Linked DNA regions of Macaca mulatta: all the other regions are linked to region 1. The links are chromatin contacts, called in public Hi-C maps. All regions are on one chromosome and are shown on one strand. The core of a region is the stretch at or near the end of the contact, and the rest is flanking DNA. Distances in the headings are between cores, read along the strand shown.

Evidence for each region. A called contact is a pair of places that touch in the nucleus more often than the background predicts.
Region 2: a Hi-C map of fetal cortical plate shows a contact between it and region 1, with 2.5 times the contacts expected there. The contact joins the enhancer-like site here to the promoter of SOX11 in region 1. A contact is called at or near these places in 2 of 14 Hi-C or Micro-C datasets (fetal cortex germinal zone and fetal cortical plate).
Region 3: a Hi-C map of fetal cortex germinal zone shows a contact between it and region 1, with 6 times the contacts expected there. The contact joins the enhancer-like site here to the promoter of SOX11 in region 1. A contact is called at or near these places in 2 of 14 Hi-C or Micro-C datasets (fetal cortex germinal zone and fetal cortical plate).

What each region holds. Positions count from the first base shown.
Region 1 is chr13:119,133,144-119,138,001 of T2T-MMU8v2.0, reverse strand. It overlaps SOX11 (SRY-box transcription factor 11), which reads left to right and starts at 2,941. Exons shown (of 1, transcript XM_077960218.1): 1 at 2,941-4,858. The coding sequence starts at 3,279. The coding sequence ends at 4,604.
Region 2 is chr13:118,838,258-118,843,210 of T2T-MMU8v2.0, reverse strand. No RefSeq gene overlaps it. Among named protein-coding and RNA genes, the nearest start is that of SOX11, 290 kb to the left of the region's middle. Within about 2 kb of position 3,335, at least 9 of the 40 cell types and tissues checked have an H3K27ac peak or open chromatin away from gene starts, as enhancers often do. A contact at or near this core is called in fetal cortical plate, where this site is marked.
Region 3 is chr13:118,739,779-118,744,775 of T2T-MMU8v2.0, reverse strand. No RefSeq gene overlaps it. Among named protein-coding and RNA genes, the nearest start is that of SOX11, 390 kb to the left of the region's middle. Within about 2 kb of position 3,720, at least 10 of the 40 cell types and tissues checked have an H3K27ac peak or open chromatin away from gene starts, as enhancers often do. A contact at or near this core is called in fetal cortex germinal zone, where this site is marked.

The DNA of each region.
Region 1 (4,858 bases), core at 1,692-4,191:
CAAACTACATTTCTTGCTTATAAATAAGTACATAGACAGATAGACACACAACAATGAAGTGAATATTGGCTCTAAAAAGATAACAAATGATCCTAGTTATGATATACATTCAGTGGTTTAAAAAGCAGTAGACATATTTCCACTTTACTAAATTTGATTTTCAAGAGGTGCATTATTAAAGGCCATATTTTCTATTTGGTAGCCTAAAATTCCTCTAAATAGTTGGTTACTGTTAACGTGGCAAACACCTGTTTTCAGAATATTATTCCTGTAAGAAGCATGTATACTCTCAGACGTGTTCCCATATTTTTTTAAAATGTTATATTTACTTAAAAATTTTCCCTTAGGGAGCAAAAAATAAAGTATACAGATTATTATTTTTTTCATTCCTCGCTCGACTAAGTCTAACAACATTAAATATGTGGGGTGAGTCCATGCTACAAAATAGCAATCTAGTTAATCTTTTGTGAAAATTGCCTGGCCTCTCCTATATCACAGGGGGATTCAGCTGTAGTACCCGCCTGTGCCGCCTTCAGTGCCTGCTTTAGCAACCCCAATCTTTGCTTTATCTTCTTCAACAAATGGCTCATGTTGCCTTGAACAGAAATTACGTTTCTTGTTCGAAAGAGCAGATTTTAACTTTTATTTCCTCTAAAAAGATCGCAGCACTATGAGAATAAAATCTTTTATTTTCACTCCCACTCTATTCAGATCATTCTCATTTTAAAGCTAAGCATGATTTTTGCTATAGCATAAAGATAGCAAATAAATATGGAATTTGCCAAAGATTTTCGAATGCATTCTCTTTCCGAGGCCAAAATGGTAGGTGCCCTCACACTTTGCAAGCAAATAATGAAGCTGAGCTGAAACATTTCAATCCCTTTTAGAGTGTGGATTTGCCCCGCAGTTGTGGGGAGGTGGGTGTAGATTCACCTTGTGCTCCACCCCACCCTCCCTCCCGTGGTGTTCCCAATAGCTGAAAAACGTGTGAGGTAAGAGAAAAACAAGACCTAGTGCTCGCCGTGCGGGAGTGAAGATGAATTTTCACACACTGCCTTGGATTTTAGACATCTCCAGACTTTAAGTCACCCAGTATGAATGACTGTAAATTCTTTTGATTCCTATGGCCCTGAAAAGAATAAATTGCCAGCATTACCAAGATTTAAATTGGTCTGAATATTCCAAGTATTGAATGCAGTGTCTTTCTTTAGGATAAAGAGTAGGGGAAGTGGGGGACGGGGGCGGGAATGAGTTATCGCGATGGCGGTAATTTTTTCAAATAATGAAAACATGGTATTATTTTATGATATTAGGGTCCTCAGAGAAGATCCAATACTTAAGGAATGTAGTATTACTTGCAGGAGGGCACCTGAAAGGAAGAAAATTTGGATAGTTTTCCCAGTCCTACACGGCTGATTTATCTGGTGAAGGGATCCGGGCAGTGTCTTAAGAACTGCTCAAAGTTCCCAGATACCCAGCGCTGGGGGGTGTGGAGAAGGCGAGGATGGCGACAGACAATACCTAGGAAGCGGCGGTTTTCTTTAATTGCCCCCCGAATATCCGTAGAGGTAGCAGGGACTCAATAAAGAAACACAAAGGAGACGAACACGGCGCGATCGCCGGGGTCCGCGGCTGCTCTGTGGGGCCCAGCGCGCCCCCGGTCGCGGCTCCCCGGCCGCCAGCGCACCTTTCCACCTCCAGGGGAGATATTTAGACTGGAAACTCGAGTGCACCTTATTTTTCTCTTTGGTTTGTGAGTGACCCAGACGGCTTCTAGCTCACAATCGCACGATTTCAGGACGAGGCTGCCGGAGAAGCGCTGGCGACCGAGGATGGGGGAAGGACAAAGAGGAAGAGGAGGCCTGGGAAGGAGAAAGGAGCGGCGGAGGGGCGGGGAGAGGAGGGGAGGAGGGGGCGGGGAGAGGAGGAGCGGGGAGCAGAGGGAGAAGGGAAGGAGGGCGCCGGGCCCCTCGCGGGGACGCCGGGCGGGGCGCGGGCGTGCCGGAGCCTGCGGGACCCAGACCCCGCTCCGGAGCCAGCCCTGGGAGTGGCCAGCTTGAACCCGAGGGCCCCGCAGACCGTTACTCCGGCCCCCGCCCGGGGCGGGGCTCGCGGGGGCGCGGCGCAACCCAACCCGCACAGCCGCGTCCCCAAACACCACCGAGGAGGGAAAACAGACGGAGAAAAAGGACAAAACAGAAAAATGCAAACGGGGGAGGGAGCTCACCGCCTCTCGAGCTTTAAATTGATTTCTTTGCCTTACAAAAAGGGAGAAAGGGAAAAGGAGAGCAGAACCCACGTGCCGGGAAGGTTGTTGTCTTCAAGCGCCACCTTCCGTCGGCCAGGGCCGCCGCGGGGCTACCGGGCGGGCTCGGGGCCGGGACGCCGGGGAGCGGCCGAGCCCCGCGGGGGACTCGCCGGGGAGCAGCTGCGCCCACCCCGGGGCAGGCCGGGCGCGGCGGACTCCGAGCCGGGCAGAGGCCGCAGTCTCAGGCTGGGCGCGTTCCCGAGTGTGTGCACACGGGGAGTGAGCGCGCGCCGTCCGCTGTCGCCGTCGGGCCTCCCGGGGACTGGGCACAAAGGCGCGCGGGGCCTCTCCCGGGACCCAGTCCTCGGTTCGCGCCGGCGCCCGGACCAGCCCGGTTCGCCCCTGGCCGCACGCTCCCCGTGGTGCCGCGCGCCGCTTCCGAGCATCCCGGGGAGAGGCGCATCTGTGCACACACGCGGATTTTTTAAAAATAACATATTTCTAGACATGCCTCCTCTCCCCCCCACCCCCATCTTTGCAAAAGCAGCCCGGAGGGCGGGGTGGAGGGGCGGGGCCTCCGAGTTAATAAAGGGAGATGGGCGGAGCCGGCCCCCAGCCATTGGCTAGCCGGGGGAGTGATGTCACCCATATGACACCGTGATAACTAGTTGAGAGAGAGACCTCAACTTTTTGCAGAAGGAGCGCGCGCGCCTGGGAGAGCTCGGGGTCCGGCTCTTGCGGTGGGAGCCACGAGCCGGAGAGAGGGGTCCCGGGCTGCCTCGACCGCCGTCGCCACCGCCTCTCCTGTCGCGACCGCAGCTCCCAGCGCGCCGGCGGCCGTCGCCGCCGAAGCCACCGCAGCCGCTGTGTGCAGCCTGGAAGGGGGGGCGGGGGGGAGGGGGGGAGCCGCGAAAGCAGGGTGCCGAGGACTTTGCAACTTGCCCAGGAAGGTGGAGGGGTGGGAGGGGGAGGGGGACCTCCGCACGAGACCCAGTGGCCCGGGTTGGAGCGTCCAGCCCCGCAGCGGATCATGGTGCAGCAGGCGGAGAGCTTGGAAGCGGAGAGCAACCTGCCCCGGGAGGCGCTGGACACGGAGGAGGGCGAATTCATGGCTTGCAGCCCGGTGGCCCTGGACGAGAGCGACCCAGACTGGTGCAAGACGGCGTCGGGCCACATCAAGCGGCCGATGAACGCTTTCATGGTGTGGTCCAAGATCGAACGCAGGAAGATCATGGAGCAGTCTCCAGACATGCACAACGCCGAGATCTCCAAGAGGCTGGGCAAGCGCTGGAAAATGCTGAAGGACAGCGAGAAGATCCCGTTCATCCGGGAGGCGGAGCGGCTGCGACTCAAGCACATGGCCGACTACCCCGACTACAAGTACCGGCCCCGGAAAAAGCCCAAAATGGACCCCTCGGCCAAGCCCAGCGCCAGCCAGAGCCCGGAGAAGAGCGCGGCCGGCGGCGGCGGCGGGAGCGCGAGCGGCGGCGCGGGCGGTGCCAAGACCTCCAAGGGCTCCAGCAAGAAATGCGGCAAGCTCAAGGCCCCCGCGGCCGCCGGCGCCAAGGCTGGCGCGGGCAAGGCGGCCCAGGCCGGGGACTACGGGGGCGCGGGCGACGACTACGTGCTGGGCAGCCTGCGCGTGAGCGGCGCGGGCGGCGGCGGCGCGGGCAAGACGGTCAAGTGCGTGTTTCTGGATGAGGACGACGACGACGACGACGACGACGACGAGCTGCAGCTGCAGATCAAGCAGGAGCCGGACGAGGAGGACGAGGAGCCGCCGCACCAGCAGCTCCTGCAGCCGCCGGGGCAGCAGCCGTCGCAGCTGCTGAGACGCTACAACGTCGCCAAAGTGCCCGCCAGCCCCACGCTGAGCAGCTCCGCGGAGTCTCCCGAGGGCGCAAGCCTCTACGACGAGGTGCGGGCCGGCGCGACCTCGGGCGCCGGGGGCGGCAGCCGCCTCTACTACAGCTTCAAGAACATCACCAAGCAGCACCCGCCGCCGCTCGCGCAGCCCGCGCTGTCGCCCGGGTCCTCGCGCTCCGTGTCCACCTCCTCGTCCAGCAGCAGCGGCAGCAGCAGCGGCAGCAGCGGCGAGGACGCCGACGACCTGATGTTCGACCTGAGCTTGAATTTCTCCCAAAGCGCGCACAGCGCCAGCGAGCAGCAGCTGGGGGGCGGCGCGGCGGCCGGGAACCTGTCCCTGTCGCTGGTGGATAAGGATTTGGATTCGTTCAGCGAGGGCAGCCTAGGCTCCCACTTCGAGTTCCCCGACTACTGCACGCCGGAGCTGAGCGAGATGATCGCGGGGGACTGGCTGGAGGCGAACTTCTCCGACCTGGTGTTCACGTATTGAAAGGGGCGCCCGCTGCTCGCTCTTTCTCTCGGCGGGTGCAGAGCTGGGTTCCTTGGGAGGAAGTTGTAGTGGTGATGATGATGATGATGATGATGATGATGATAATGATGATGATGATGGTGGTGTTGATGGTGGCGGTGGTAGGGTGGAGGGGAGAGAAGATGCTGATGATATTGATAAGATGTCGTGACGCAAAGAAATTGGAAAACATGATGAAAATTTTGGTGGAGTTAAAGTGAAATGAGTAGTTTTTA
Region 2 (4,953 bases), core at 2,086-4,585, 300 kb after region 1:
GTTGCATCAATGGTCAGTATCTAAGGCCACAGAAAGTGTCACATGACGGTGCTTCACAGGGCCCCACATTTAGGACGTTTGTGTACTCAAAGAGAATCTTTGATGACCATGACTCAGAGAAACTTTTAATAATTTAAAACAGGTTTTGGATCATGTTGATGATGACAGATGGTGCAAGCCACCTACTAAACCCCTCTGGGAGGGGTGGTATTTCTGCCTTGTTCTGAGGGCAGAAACGTGACATGGATGTGGAGGCTCTGGGCAGGGAGATGTGAAGCTGGAGGCACGGCTTCGTCTCCCTAGAATGGGTGTGGCCAGGGCAAAGCTGGGACATCCTCAACCCAAAGTTTTGCACAACTGGATTTGAACTCCTTGTCAATATTCCTAACCAGTGGTGACGTGGAAGGGAGAGGAGGAGGAAAAAAGGATGGCTCTTCATCAAGAGCAAAAGCAAGAAGTTCAGATAGGAGATTTCACTTGGCTTTTCCAGTCTTGGGTGGGGACCCATGGTGGTAGTGAAGAGCTCTGGAATCTTCCAGAGAAACGAGCATGGGTGCCCTTTAACAGGTTCCAGATAGCCAGTTACTGCAGAACAATGTCCTGTTACCAGAAGCTTATTGCAGACCTTGTAACCTGAATCATTGCATTGGCCCAGGGCACACCCAGGAGGGTGGTTTGGGAAGAAGATTCCAGGCTGAGATAAATACCGACATCTGATAGGAAAGCATTTCAGAGACAAGCTCCGAGAGCTTTGGAAAGTGGAACATTCACCCTCTTCTCACAATTTATAAAGGGACTGGCAGTGGTTGTTTTGGGGAGGATAGTAATGGGGAAAGAGAATTGGGTATGTTATGGCACACAGAACCAAAAATGAAGATTCCTAAGTAGTAATCTAATAGCTAGGGAATTGTTGGGCAATTTCAAGAAACTCAAAAAGTATTACAGAGAGGAGCCCCTTGGAGTTTGTAGGAGACTTGGTTTGTCCATCTGGCCCCAAGGCCCAGAAGTAGTTGACAAAGAGACCCAAGTTGTCCCCTGGATGCCAAACCTGGGGAGAGAATGGTCCTGGGTGGCAGCCCCTCCCCATCCAGCCTCAGTCAAGTCTGCCTGCAGGTACCTATGGAGTTGCAGTGTAGCCATTTTATTAATGGTTTTCTGCTTTGGCTGGATTTCAGACATAAAGAAGAGAAGAAGGAAAGGTCTGGGTGACCTGCCCCTTCCGATAACTCTAAAGTTGCACACATCTCCTCTGCTCATATTTGATGGGCTGGGACTTAGTCACTAAGCCACACCCATTGCAAAGGTGCTGGAAAGCGTTGCATTCTCTGATGACCACATGCCCAGCCAAATATTGGCGTCATCTATTCCTACATAATAAGACATAAGTAAAGTGCAGTCACTGAGAATCGCTAGCAGTTTATAACACAGGTATCTTGACAGCCCAGAAGAGACACTGGGTTGAGTTAAAATAAAAACTGGAGTAAATACAATGAGAAGATAGAAAGCCTGCTAAGAACACTGGGGTACTTGAGCGGAACTTAAAACAGTGTCTTTGCTAATGTTTATGGTAACTGTTCAGATAGTCTGTTTCTTTAAGCTAATTGTTTTCTGATTGTAGAAGCAATAATAACTCATTGTATCTTGCTTGAGAAAAAATTAAAAAGTATGAAAAATCAAATATAATTATCACACTCCCAAGAGGTATTACTGCTTCCGTGTTGATATGTGTTCGTCTTGTATTTTCTACAGATGCACACCCACACAGACACGTTCATGTTTATATTATAATTTGAATGCATGTATTTATATCTTATAACTGGATTTCTTTCACTGAAATAATTTGATCAGGTATCTTTTCTCTTGGATGTGTCCTAAGAGTTCTTTCTTTCTCTGATAGAGCCAGATCAAGGAAAGAGACAGGAAAGCAGATGATTGCACCTGCCTTCCCTAAGCGCACTCGGGAAGAGAAGGATCATCTCAAAAAGGGTTAAGGAATGAGAGCATGGAAATCACTTACACACGCGGTGGTGGCTTGGACTTTGCCAGTGAGCCCTGCCTGCCCGCTCGGCTTCTATTCACTCAGGCCCAGCTTGAGCTTCTCCTCCAAGTGCTGGTAGCAGTCATTTATGAGGGAGGAAAGGAGGAGAATAAACACGCTTCTCAGCTCCCAGGCACTCTGTGTGTGTAGACAGAGGCGCGGGTGGATGGGAAACCTCAGCACACCCGTGATCCTCACCAAGGCTGGAGACCTGCAGTGCACACTCCAGGCCGGTGGAAATGGCTCCACCTGGGTCCCTCTAGTGCTCCTCAGCTGCCGCATTAGGGCACCTCGCCCGAGTCCACGTATGGGATGTGCCTGTCTGTGGCCCACCTAAGGTGTGCGGTCCTCCTGGAGTGCCGGGCACAGCCTCCTTGCGCGCGCTTCAGCGGGAATTGAAAATTGCATTTCTCAGGGTCAGCTTTTCCTTGCCCCATAGGCTAGCTTTAGTAACTACCAACGTGTGTGCACGTGTGTGGGTGTGTCTGTGTGCGCACACGTGTGTGTTAGTGAGTGGGAGAAAGGAAGGGGAGGGGAGATCCAGCTATGTAAGCACGTTATTTATTCCCAAGCCTGTTCTAGTTAGGGAAATATTCCCTAGGATCTCAGTATGAATTAACATTCTTTAAACACACACAACACACACACACACACACACACACACACACACACACACACACACCCGTGCGCGCGCCTGGTGCTCTCCTTCTCCTCCTCCTGACATGATGGACAGGAGGCGCAGCCCAGGGCCCTGCTGTGCCCACGAATCTCTCTGGGGCTCTTCTTTCCCTGGGTCTTCCAGGAAGGTCTGAAAGAGCCCGGACCCTGCTCCCCATTTCTTCCCAGCTCAACCTCCACCTTCCCCGACTTCAGGCGCTGAAGGAGGCAGGTTTCTTCTTTGTTAAGGATCCAGCGGGCAGGCACGGAGGGTGCTGGACGGGCTGAAGGGGGTGGAGGGAGAAGCCACCCTGCCACACGGGCTCCTGTCCGTCCCTGCAAGAGCCCCCCACCCTGCACCAGCTGCCGGCAGCATCCTGTGATCCCTGTGTCAGATTTGTCATGAGGGCTATATATTTGGAGAGAGAGAGGAAAAGGCAGCTAGCCCAGGAAGGAATCAACCCCACACGGATAGTGGCTGCATCTTAAATATTTCCAGATAGCACATAGCCCATTAAAAGCCCACATTGCAATGCCTTGGAGGGGGGCTGCCTTTCCCTGCCATACCCCGGGACCGTCGGTAAAGCACAGGCTTTGTCATCGTCTGCGTTTTCGCCTCGGCGCTGTCCTGTCTCAGCAGCTCCTGACTCAGCTGAAGGGGGATGGTGAATAACGCATCCCCTAGGGAGACGCGCTGGGGCTGCGGGGCACAGCCGAGCGAGCAGAGGGAGCCCCTCGGGCTTTCTCCGTGTCTGCCTCCATCTTACCGTATCCAGAGACCACACTAAAATGGTGGCTGACGTGGAGACAGGGGAAGCTCCTTTCCAGTCACGGCCACAAGGCAGGAGGCTGAGGTGCTGTCTAGGTAAGAAGCAAATCTTAACCTTGGGTCTCCTTTCTGCACATGTAACCCTGTATGGTGATCTCTCTAACGTTCAGGGAGCTAAGCCACAAGGCTTTCATTTTTTCCATTCATTTTATTTATTTATTTTGTGATTTTATTTTACCTGCACAGCTTCACCCCTAAAAGGTCTCAGGAAATAACCCTTTCTGTCTGCTTTTCTTTCTTTTTATAAAAGAATCGCATTGCCTTTGCCTCGTAGGCTCAGTTGGATCTCCAAGTGGCGGTACCGTTCTCTCCACTTCAAAAATACACAGAAACATGTGGAAATGTTCTGTCACACAGATTGAAAAGCATGTGCACCAAATTTTCACAGACCTGATTCGAATGTAGATAAAAGTGCAAAATCCAGAGGGGGGAACACGCTATGGAAATCCTGCCTTCTATACTATAATTTAATCATCGTGTGCCACAGAATGTCTTTGCATAAATTACAACCACAATGATAGCATCACTTTCACAAAAGGTGGCCTCTAATCGATCTGACTCTCCAAGAGATGGCTGGGTTTTTCAAAGCAGAGAAATGATGCCCTGCAGTCTTAAAGAGCTGTTGATTGCACCTGGGGCTCCCGTGGCTGGCGCCCATCGAGCAGCCCATCCTAGCTGTTCCCTTGTTCAGCTGATTTTCTTTTTTATCTTGACATTTGCTAACCGCTTTTTTTTTTTTTCCGGGAAGAGAGGATTATTGGCAACTGGCACCACCCCCACGTCTGGAGGAGGGACGTTTCTAGGATGACCCCCAGAGTGGAGAAATAGCCGAGGTAACCTTTTTGCTATAAATTTCTTCCCCTGCCTCCGTCTTCTGTTCCTTTCCTTTCCCCCATCCCTTGAACAAACATGATTTTTAAATTCCCCTCATTTTTAGTGCTTTGGAGTCTTCTCAGATCTGGAGGAGAACAGTTCCTGAGCTGCGCTGAGCAGTTCCGGAGCCCTGGCTGCCTTTCCCCGGGCCCAAGCCCCCAAGAAGAGAGTCCTTTTCAGGACCATGGGAGCATGTTTTAAAAGGCTTTCTATTGAAGCAAGGCCGTCAGCCAGCCGTGCGTGTCCGCATTGTGGTGGTCCCAGAGCCTTATGGACAATCCCTTTGAAAGAATAGGGTTGGGAAGATTCTCAGGACAGAAGCGGCTAATTTCCATCCTTGGAGCTTTATCTCACAAAGGATATTTGATAGAAAGAAAAAATGGAGTCTGTGGAAGCTTTGCTCCTATTTCCAAATGGGTTGACTCTGGATGGAAAGGCATCTTTTCACATTTTTCCCAATAGAGGAAAGCTTTTAGTGCCAAAATCCTCAAAGGAGAATGAACATCACACATCACACATCACACATGTATGTGTAAGGGTAGAATAATATGGTAAA
Region 3 (4,997 bases), core at 2,471-4,970, 390 kb after region 1:
CAGCTGCCCAGTAGATGAGGTCGTGTGTGGGTTCACTGGAACAGTGGTTGGTTGGTTGGTTGGTTTGTTTTTGTGATGGAGTCTCATTCTGTTGCCCAGGCCGGAGTGCAGTGATATGATCTCAACTCACTGTAACCTCCGCCTCCGGGGTTCAAGCGATTCTCCTGCCTCAGCCTCCAGAGTAGCTGGGATTACAGGTATGCCCAACCACACCCAGCTAATTTTTGTATTTTTAGTAGAGACGGGGTTTTACTATGTTGGCGAGGCTGGTCTCGAACTCCTGACATCATGATCCACCCACCTCGGCCTCCCAAAGTGCTGGGATTACAGGCATAAGCCACCTCGCCCTGCCAAACACTGTTTTTAGAAGTGGTTCCTGACCCCTGACGCTGCCTGCGGACAGGGTTGATGGGATTAGGAGAACTGGTGTTTAGTTTACTTCAGCTATAATAAACTGGCAACAAGTAACATACTTTTTAATTATCAAGAGATGTTTGGAGACTGGACTGAGTCCTCACATGGGAGAGGGAGCTCTCGGAAATCACTCTGTTAGAATGTTAGACTATAACATTCTAACAGATAATTGTTACACAATAATCTTATTTTCTTAAGAAGGCAAACAGATATGTGGAAATGCACGCCCTTCACATTCACCTTAGTTATCTGGAACTTGGCTCTAGTCCTATTTCTACACTCAGGCATAACAGGCAGATTATACTCTACCATTCTAACAGAGATTAAGCAGTACCTAGTAAGAACAGTTCCTTTCTTCCTGTCTCATAGAAGAAAAGAAACGGTCCTCAGTTTGTAAGAAGAGATGACAAAATTAGACTCCAGTGATACAGGCATGAGCGGGAAACACAACTCAAGTATGCACCTAAATGGGAGGAGCTCCTAAACAAAGAACTATTATATGAAAAAGACCTGCAGAGCATGTGTGTAATCTCTAGCAGGCTAGTTGCTTTAGGTTAATAGCAAACTTGGCACACACTAGGGTCAACTGTATCTTATCTTCTAAACGTATTTATTTATCACCCAAGACATTTTCTCAATTGTCCCTTGGACCTCCATCATGTTTCATGTAGCAAAGTACGCACAGCAACATACATGAACACCCATGCACAAGCCCTTCCCTCCCTTAGGTAAGAGGGAGGATGGGTTTCAGCATAGAGTTACCTCTCAAACACTGGCAAAGAGGGTGAGGGAACTCGGGATACCGCAAGGTGCTAAGGAATACAAACACTCCATGAATATCCATCATTATTTGTCATCTACGTTGGGTTTCTTTTTTACTTTTTATTGTGCATGTTATATATATTTTTTAATCATTGATATAGCCAGGCTGATCTACTGTGGGGAAATGTATAGTCCTGAGTTTAATCAGAGGCTGACTTCATAGTATTCCTAGAGTATTTATTTTCTTTCTTTTAAAATGTGCTTTTCCTCATTTTCAAAGGCAGTTCATCTCACCTCCAAAGCTTCCCCGTTAGTTCTGATTTGAGGTAAAGGCATTCAGTGCCCTGCCGAAAGGCAAACGTGCTACTTAATCCATTAGCAACTTAGCTCAAAATAAATAGCGCTAAAAATGAGTGTTGCTCAGAGGCCATTTTTGAAATATTGAGCCAAAAAGTGACTAATGTGGAATTTTCTCTTCAGTACCAGAACAGTGGAGCAGATATCGTGAAGGCAGGGCTGGAGTGGGGCATTGCCAGCTCACATCCCATCAGAAACCGAAGGGAGATGGTTTGGCCTGGCTGTCCCAGAGAAAACACATAGACACTGGAGGAGACGCACGCTGATTTTCTGGGTGGAAGCTTTTATTAGCAAAAAGAAAAAAAAAGTTTATTTTCTGTTGCTGGAGTTGGAGATGTACAATAATCCTGACCTTAAGGAACTCAGAAGAAACCTGGCGATTAAACGGTATGTTATGGGCGACATGCTACACTCTAATTATGTATAAACTGTTATGGGATCACAGATGAGAGACATTAATTCTCCCTTGTGGAGTTAGGGCTGACTTCACAGAAGAAGTGACATTTGCACTATAACTTGAAAAGTGTGTGGGACTTTGCCAAGCAGTTAAATGGGAAATATTGCTCCAGGCAGCCAGAATAACTTAAGGCTCAGGGGTGGTGTGAAATTTTATGCCATGTTCCTAGAATGATAGTAAACCTGTGTTGAGAGGCACTGACTGCAGGGAAGAAGGAACCGAAGCAGACCTGAAAGCAGGAGGAAGAACTGGTGGATTCAGTCGCATCTAGGCTGAGGTAGTCAAGGGACTCCCACTCCAAGATGATGTATTGAACACCTGCTATGAATGATTCGTTGTCTGGGCGCTCAGGATACAGAGTGAGCAGACATCATGTTCTCCGACACAGAATAAATAAATGGAGAACTTCAGGTAGAGATGAGTACTATCAAAAGGTGAAGTATGTTACCATCATAGTGATTCTCTGTGCCATGGGAATCGGAGACTCCCTTCCATTGGGTTGTCAAGTAATGCCACTCTGAGGATATGGGGTTTGAGTGACAGCTTTTCAGTTGTCACCTAGGCCTGTGGGTCTGGAGCTCTCAGTCAAAGGAAGTTAAGACTGAAGTTATAATTGCCCATGAGGAGACTAATTGACAGCATGTGGCTTCTGATCGCCTGCACCGGGAAACTCAGCATCACCTCTGTTGTATTCCTGCCCAAAAATGAGTATTCTGAGCAATTATAAGGAAACATTAGACTAATGCAAACTGAGAGAGATTCTAAAAAATAACTGGCCTATACTCTTTAGTGGGTGAAATTCGAATAAGTTCTGTTGATTATGTAATGCACTAGTATCATTCCTTTTCTAATTTTGATAATTGTACAGTACATATAAAAATAATTTCTGTTTTTGAAAACTTACCCTGGATTATTAGAAGTAAATGAACTGTTTGCAACTTTAACATAGTTTAGAAAAAAAATTACATCAGTTGGTGTGCGTATGTATATGAGGGAGAAAAACAAAGAAAGAGACAGAGAGGCCAGAGTGACAGGACAATTGTGGTAACATGCTAACATTTGAGTAATCTGGGTACAGAGTATCCAAGAATTCTGCAGTATTCTTGCCAGTTTTTGAAGAGTCTGAAATATGTCAAAAATACAAAAGAAAAACAGAAGATTGAAATTACAATTGTGAGCCATACTGATAGGAGCTGAAGAATGGGAGTTGAACCGAAAATTAGGGAAAATATGAGTGGGTAAAGAAGAAAGATAAGGACACATTCCCAGAGTGAGGGAGTTGGACACAGGAAGAAAAGAGAGAGCTAAAGAGACAGTAGAAGAGAATGTGACCTGGGTGCGCAATAGCTACTCTAGAGCTCGGCCTTCATCATCCTAAGACTAATTTTTAATTTGTACAAGGGAGTCTAAAAGACCTCTCCGTCTTCCTCCTGGGTCCTGCGGGAGAGAGTGAGGTTGCTCATGCAGCACCATCTGGGTCCAAGCTCCCTGAGCTCCAGGAAGGTGGAATGAGCAGCCACTCCACGAGCCGCCCTGCCTTGGGGAGGCCCCGCCAGGCCAGGGCTTGCTGCCCTGGTGTTGCCCAGAAGCCAGAAGCCCCTTCCCGCTCTCCACATCACAGGTCCCGGTGCCTTCTCTCCCACCCTTGCCGGCAGAGGTGCCTGGTTCCGTATTCCATATAGAAGCTGCTCCTGCCTCCTATTGCTGTCAATGTGCGAAGAATGCCAGATCCAGGGTGTGCCGCTTCAATGGCCCTGGCTGCAATCCAGGGTCTCAGAGCTGGGAATCTGCCTTGCAAACCCACTCAGAAATCGTTCAGATGAAATCAAGGGAGGCCAGAATGTGATAACCATGGCCAGCGGTGGCCTCACAGACCACTGGGTAGAAGCTTATTGTGTCTTGGAGGAGGGAGTCACATCAATATCGAGTTGGTCTGCTGGACTCTCCAGGGCCGTGTGGATGCTCCATATTCCTTTGTCTCTCAGTGCTTCATTTCACAGTGTAAGTTGAAGACAGCAAGTTCTGGCAACAGCTTGAAGTTCCATCTGGCTAATGGAGAACTCGCTCTCCTGGTGCATATTGGTACCTAACCCCAGTCTTCTTTAGGATGACAGCTGGGGCACGATGCTGCGCTCAGCCTGCTGAGCAGTGTGCAATCTGATTCATCCTCTCCCGACCTGAGAAAGCTGAATTCCCTATTGAGAGCGACTGTGAAATGCCCCATTGTGAAGGCAGCTACATCCACCAACAATGAATGGCCGCCAATTTGGGGCTATTTAAATTAGGAGTCAAAGGTCTTCTGGATCTTTCCCATCAAAGATTAAATCCCTCATTCCAGGAAAAGAGAAAGTGAAACTCCTATTATCAGGACGCTATAGGAGGAACCATAAACCAGTGACACCGATGATCTTTTCCAATTAGGCTTATGTAACTTATAGTGGAACACACTTAGCTGATGGCTTAAATAGTTTTATTTTCCCTCGATTATATACAGAATCAATCCACTTGTGCTGATTCAACTAATTCTGATTGCTTTGACTGGGTCAGTTTATTATTCCTCTGGATTAGGAACTTCCAGTTTCCTAATGCTTATAAAATCCAATCCAATATTTTTCAGTCTGGAGTCCTAGGCCACCTCTCGACAGATGCCTTCCCTTCTTATGGAATCTCATTGTAACACTGCTCAAACCCAGCCACTACTATAATTTATCTTCCTGCTAATTTTGATTTATTTATGTATTTTGTGTTTTCCAAGCTTCCCTAGATATGTGGTCCTGTTTTTCATTCTAATGGCTGTTTAGTCAGCAAATTGAAAATTGTCACCCAGTTGAAAATAGACAGATCCACATTCAAATGCTGCTACTGCTTCCTGCTAGCTAAATAATGATAGAAAATTTATTTAAACCTCTGACCCCTGGGTTTATTTCCTCTAAAAATGGTATATTCATCTCACAAGATATACTGCATTATTATATCAAATATTCAATTAACTCACAGATGCAAATTG